2 separate regions of the Rattus norvegicus genome follow, and region 2 is linked to region 1. Evidence: chromatin contacts called from public Hi-C data. All regions are on one chromosome and are shown on one strand. Each heading gives the region's core, a stretch centred on a gene start, on an enhancer-like site or on the middle of the called end of the contact. The rest is flanking DNA. Distances are from core to core; before and after follow the strand shown.

Region 1 (2,700 bases), core at 60-2,559:
ATGGTGGCTCACAACCATCTGTAATGCAATCCAAAACCTCTTCTGGTGTGTCTGAAGACAGCTTACAGTGACTCATATACATAAAATAAATAAAAAATTTTTAAAAAAGTAACTTTCAAAAAAATATAAAATGAAAATAATATATTACATCTAGGATTTCTAGCATTACAGGTATGTGCCAACATGCCCAGACTTTTTTTTTTTTTCCCCAGAACAGGGGATTGAATCCAGAACCTCATTCCTAAGCAAGCACTCTACCATTAAGATAAATCCCCTGCACAGGGAGTTATTACTGTTTAACAGAAAATCTACCTATCTCTTCTTGGGGGGAAAGGGAAGGACCAGAGTACTACATAAGCACTATTACCAGGACACACTCCCAAGCCGCAAAGTCTCAAAAAGCAAAGTTATTCTGAATAAATTAAGGAAATATGGAGACTTGTTAACAAAACCAAGACAAACCCTTTAACCACACACTACAGATTTAGGCCAGAAAGATTTAACTCACTGGCACCACCTAGTACTGAACAGAAGTGATGCATTTCCTTTGAGACTGCTGAAAAGGGCCAGTTGTCATCTGGAGTGGTAAATATTTATTCACGCTCACCGGGCTTCTAGTATTCTGTACTGTGTACGGAGCTGATGGGTCTCAAATTGTACAAATCGCCAACTGTTGGAGCTCTGGGTGTCATCAATTTGAGGAAAGCGAAGCTGTTATAGAGTTTACAGGAGGCTCAAACTTCAAACCTCCTAGGGGTGGAGTTGGCTAGAACAAGGTAAACTGTTACCGTTTTATTTGCTATGTCTGAACTTGGCCTACTGAGTCCAGAAAACTTCCCTTTAAGCAGACTGTAATTAAAATACATTCTCCATTCCTAGGAAGGTGCAGGAGAGGCCACAGAATCCCTGGACTGTGCCTCCTGTAGCTTTTGCTGAGGTTTCCTCTGGGTGAGGCCAAAGCACACTGCACTCAGGGCACGGCTTGAGGAAAACTGTCACAGAAGCACGAACAGGCAAGGGCAGAAAGCACACCTTCTCGGGGACGGAAGGGAGCAGCGCTCGGCCCAGGACCACCGGAACAAAAATAAACTGCCACGCTCGGGCGCCAGTCTCCTCCTCGCGGACGAACTCCAAGCTCCGGTCTGCAGGTCCCGCCAAGGCCGGGCTCCAGCAGGCCCAGTGGTCACCTGAGGTGGCGGGGAGTCCTACGCCTGCGAAACGCTTCTCGGTCCTCCCTGATGAGAAACAGGACAACCTCCTTCTGCTATGGCGTCCCCGCCGGCCGCCGGCTAACAGATCCCAGAATTTGGAACCAGGAGCCCCGCCTACCTGACGCCCTGGCCGGGCGGACCACATGGAGCGAGCACTTCCGCTGGACTCGCGCACTTCCGGCTTCGTGGGACCAATGAGAGCGCCGCTTCGGTGTTCCCTGCGCTGGCGTCCGGGCCGAGGTTGTCTCCTGGAGGACTAGGGCCGTTTGGCCTTCACGGCCTGGTAAGCACCCAACCCAAGGACCTAGGAGACGCACCTTTGGGACCGTTAGCCCGACGCCCCGTATTTTGTCAAGCAAGGGAGAATGCACAATGGCTGGACCTATAGAGACCTTCGTAACGGTCCCCGGGGCCAGGTCTTCATAGTCAACTCTTGCCCTTTAGTTCTTGGAACCAAAAAGTTGGTAAAATTTCCAGTGACTTTGATGCAGGTCAGTTCACCCTTTGGAGTGGCATGGGGTTTTCCTGTCTAGAGGCTTCTGGAGAGCAGGCGCCCATGAACTTAAAGGGAAGTGAGAGGCAATGTGGGAAAGCCGGCATTGAGACAGACTTTACCTCTTAATCATTTCCAAATTTGGGAAAGAGCATGCGCACACAGCCTTTGAGAACTAGGAAAGTAGCTGCTGAGTGGACTGTACTGAGTTGCCAGGGAACTGAGTGGAGATAGGGCTATGCCAGCTCTTTGGAACCCAGATCGTGAGTCCCAAATATCGGATATTGAATTACACTGTTGGATTCTGGGTTTGCTTTGTTGGGATCATTCCTATTCTCTGGTTTTTCCCATTTGGGATTAGAAAGTCTGAAACTTATTTTGTATTTTACAGGAGCTCATGACTAAAAGACTTGGACTTTGAGACTCAGAACTTTTAAAAGTTGAAATTTTTAAAGACTGAGAATTTGAAAGTTGGCTTATGCTTGATATTACAATGTTAACAGGAGACTTTGGAGACAAGGGATTGAAAGGTTATAGCTTATCGAGATGCCTTTGTGAGGTTAAAGATGGGGTGGGGGTGGGGATGGGGCTAAGAGTTCATAGATTACTTTTAACTGCTAACTGTCATAGCCTAGAGTCATCTGAAAGGAAAACCTTGATTGAAGAATTGTCCAGATCTGTGGCCATGTCTGTGTAAGGCTGTCCTGTAAATTGTTAGAGGAGGGCCCAGCCCACTGGGCGACACTATTCCTGGCAGGTGGTCCTGGGCTGTATTAGTTTGCTGGGTACTGGGCATTGGCACTATAGAGGCAGAGGCAGGATGATATCTGTGAGTTCAGGGCCAGACTGGTCTACAGAGTGAGTTCAAGCCAGGAGGCAGCATTCCTCAGTACTGTCTGCTTCATGTTTCTCCTAGAGCTGGTGCCCCAATTCCGTCAGTGATGGATTGACCTGGAAGTAAAGGGCAAAAGAACTTTTCCTCCCCAATTGCTTTTG
Region 2 (2,700 bases), core at 146-2,645, 120 kb before region 1:
GAGAAGTTAAATAACCCACACAGAGCTCCCAGTGGGGAGTGGCCACACCCAAACTCACCCCGTGGGATGCTCAGGCAGAATGCAGCCAGCCTTCCAGATGCCCTCCAAGGTAAAGCTTAGCTCCCTGATGAGGAGGGCTCCCCTGGAGACGGGCGAGCGGGCTGGGGCTCACACTGAAGACACCACAGAGAGAGCAGTACTTAGTAAAGCCACAGCAGACCCTTCCTAGGCACTTGCCAACGGGGCGAGCACACGTTTCTGAGATGTTTACACACGTAAATGCCATAGAAGTTAATAAATACAATGTACCAATTATACGAAATATTCGGGGGTCGTGCTGGGGATCAAACCCGGGGCCTTACATATGCACGGCACACGCTCCAACAATGAGCTACACTTCACTGGAACTATCGATTTACTTTAAAGGACATTTTATTTTATTTTGCATGCATGAATTTACATGCACCGTATGCATGCATGCAGGAGTCAGTGGAGACCATAGGGAACCAGATATCCTGACACTGGAGTTACAGCCACCATGTAGGTGAGACACCATGTAGGTGCTGGAAACTGAACCCAGGTCTAGAGCAAGGTCAGTTAGTATTCTTTTTTTTTTTTTCTTTTCTTTTCTTTTCTTTTCTTTTTTTCGGAGCTGGGGACCGAACCCAGGGCCTTGTGCTTGCTAGGCAAGCGCTCTACCACTGAGCTAAATCCCTAACCCCAGTATTCTTAACCTCTAAGTCATTTCTACTATTCAACCTAATCTGCTAGTCCTGAGCTACAAAAACCACTGACAGAGGTATCAGCCGTGGTCACTTCCACTTTGGTAAAATGTGTAAGTAACATGATTTCTGAAGTTCCTTTTACTTCTGGAATTCCAGCATCGCAATTCAGTAGCTGAGGGTTTTGTTTGTTTGTTTGTTTTTTAATTGTTGTTGTTTTTAAGACAAATTGGTAGATTTTTTTTTCCTTTTAAAGCTTAAGGGTTTTAAGTGCCCAACATCCTAATGCAATACAATTCCAGACTCCAGAGCCTGTTTAAGTGGGCAGGCAAGCTGGCAGCTTTACAAGTAAAGGAACGCTCTCTCTCTCTCTCTCTCTTTCTCTCTCTCTCTCTCTCTCTCTCTCTCTCTCTCACACACACACACACACACACACACACACACACACACAGAGGACAGAGAGGACTGGGACGGAGTACGCTCAGGGACCCAGACGTATAGAATGTTATCTAAGCTTAAGTCACTGGTCTTATCAAGGGTAACACCAAAACCCACGCCCTGGGGTTAGCAGTTCACAGCCTTTCCCACAGGCACGGGGCAGGTCCCGAGGGTGGAACTGTCCCCCAAGTAAAGCCTGATGCTGAGAAATCCCAACAGATTCCTCAGGAAAATAAAGCAGGCAGCAAACACAGGCTCCATTCATCACAGCTTTAGAAAAAGCAGGCGCCCTGCAGGCTTGCAAGGGGCCATCTTGGGAGGGTAAACGAAGGTGATAATTTGTTGCTACTGCTAACAACTGAAGTCCAAGAACAGAGGCCAGACATGGAAGTGTTTCCAGAGCATGAGTGAGGTTCTGAGGTTCGGACCCCAGAACCACCACCCACCGAGAGAACCCAGAAGTGCGCTGGAGAGGTGGCTCCGTGAAGAAGAGCACTGGTTGCTCGTGCGGGGAACCAGGTTTGGTTTCCAGGACACACGGGGTGCTGACAACCTGTTCTAGAGGAGCCTCCAACACTCTTCGGGCCCCCACGGGCACTACATGTGTTGCTGCACACGAGCACACATGCGCACACACGGAAAACACCCACGCGTAGAAAATAAAAATTAACAGGGGGTTGGGGATTTAGCTCAGTGGTAGAGTGTTTGCCTAGCAAGCGCAAGGCCCTGGGTTCGGTCCCCAGCTCCGAAAAAAAGAAAAGGAAAAAAAAATTAGCAGAACTTTAAAAGACAAGAAATGTGGAAGCAGAAGCAGTACACTTCTGCAATCTAGTACTTGAGAGATGAAGGTAGGAAGATCGTGAGTTCAAGGTCATCCTCTGTGGAGCAAGTGGACAGCGCCACCAGACAGAAGAACTGGTAAGGCTGAGCAAAGCCTAAACCCCAGGAAATCTCAGAATTGAGGACAGTAGGCGTGAGGCCAGCTCCCTGGCAAACTACCTGCTCCGGAACACATAACCAAGACGCCCCACTGAGAAGACCTTCGGTCCTGTAGCATAAAAACATGCAGTTCTCCATGTTAACGGCCAGCGAGCTTCCCTTCCAAGGCATTCCTTCCTGCAAAGGGTATTTAATCCCTGGTTCACCATGAGTCAGACGTAGGCATCCTCATCCAACACGAATAAAGCGGTTTGAACAAGCAAGAAGCGGCTCCTTTATCAAGGACCATGGCTGGGTGAGGCCATGCTTAATTCTCATGGAGGCTTTCTCTCTTCCAGACCCTCCATACTTTGGGCACCAAACCATATTCCATCCCTTCTCAGGCTCAGCCATCCCCTTCCTGCCTGACGTGCAGGGAAGGTGTGGACCCACAGACCCCGCTCCCAACCCCCGAGGTAACCAGCAGCATCTGGGTTCACAGGAGGCTCAGATCTCAGCATCTGTCCCAGACCCCGCTGTTTCTCGCTTGGGACCCCTATCACACACACTGTGTTCTGCCTCCCCTGAGCGGCTTGCCATAGGCACTCGGGCACCCCAGTGG

The links. A called contact is a pair of places that touch in the nucleus more often than the background predicts.
Region 2: a contact with region 1 is called in a Hi-C map of Schwann cells, with 2.9 times the contacts expected there. The contact joins the enhancer-like site here to the promoter of Lzic in region 1. A contact is called at or near these places in 2 of 12 Hi-C or Micro-C datasets (Schwann cells and mammary epithelial cells).

The regions. Positions count from the first base shown.
Region 1 is chr5:165,209,968-165,212,667 of GRCr8, reverse strand. It overlaps Lzic (leucine zipper and CTNNBIP1 domain containing), which reads right to left and starts at 1,309. Exons shown (of 7, transcript NM_001013241.2): 1 at 1,033-1,309. It overlaps Nmnat1 (nicotinamide nucleotide adenylyltransferase 1), which reads left to right and starts at 1,455. Exons shown (of 5, transcript NM_001037556.2): 1 at 1,455-1,494. It also overlaps the pseudogene LOC134479087.
Region 2 is chr5:165,329,221-165,331,920 of GRCr8, reverse strand. The region is part of intron 1 of Clstn1 (calsyntenin 1); the gene reads right to left. Among named protein-coding and RNA genes, the nearest start is that of Clstn1, 16 kb to the right of the region's middle. Within about 2 kb of position 1,395, at least 9 of the 93 cell types and tissues checked have an H3K27ac peak or open chromatin away from gene starts, as enhancers often do. A contact at or near this core is called in Schwann cells, where this site is marked.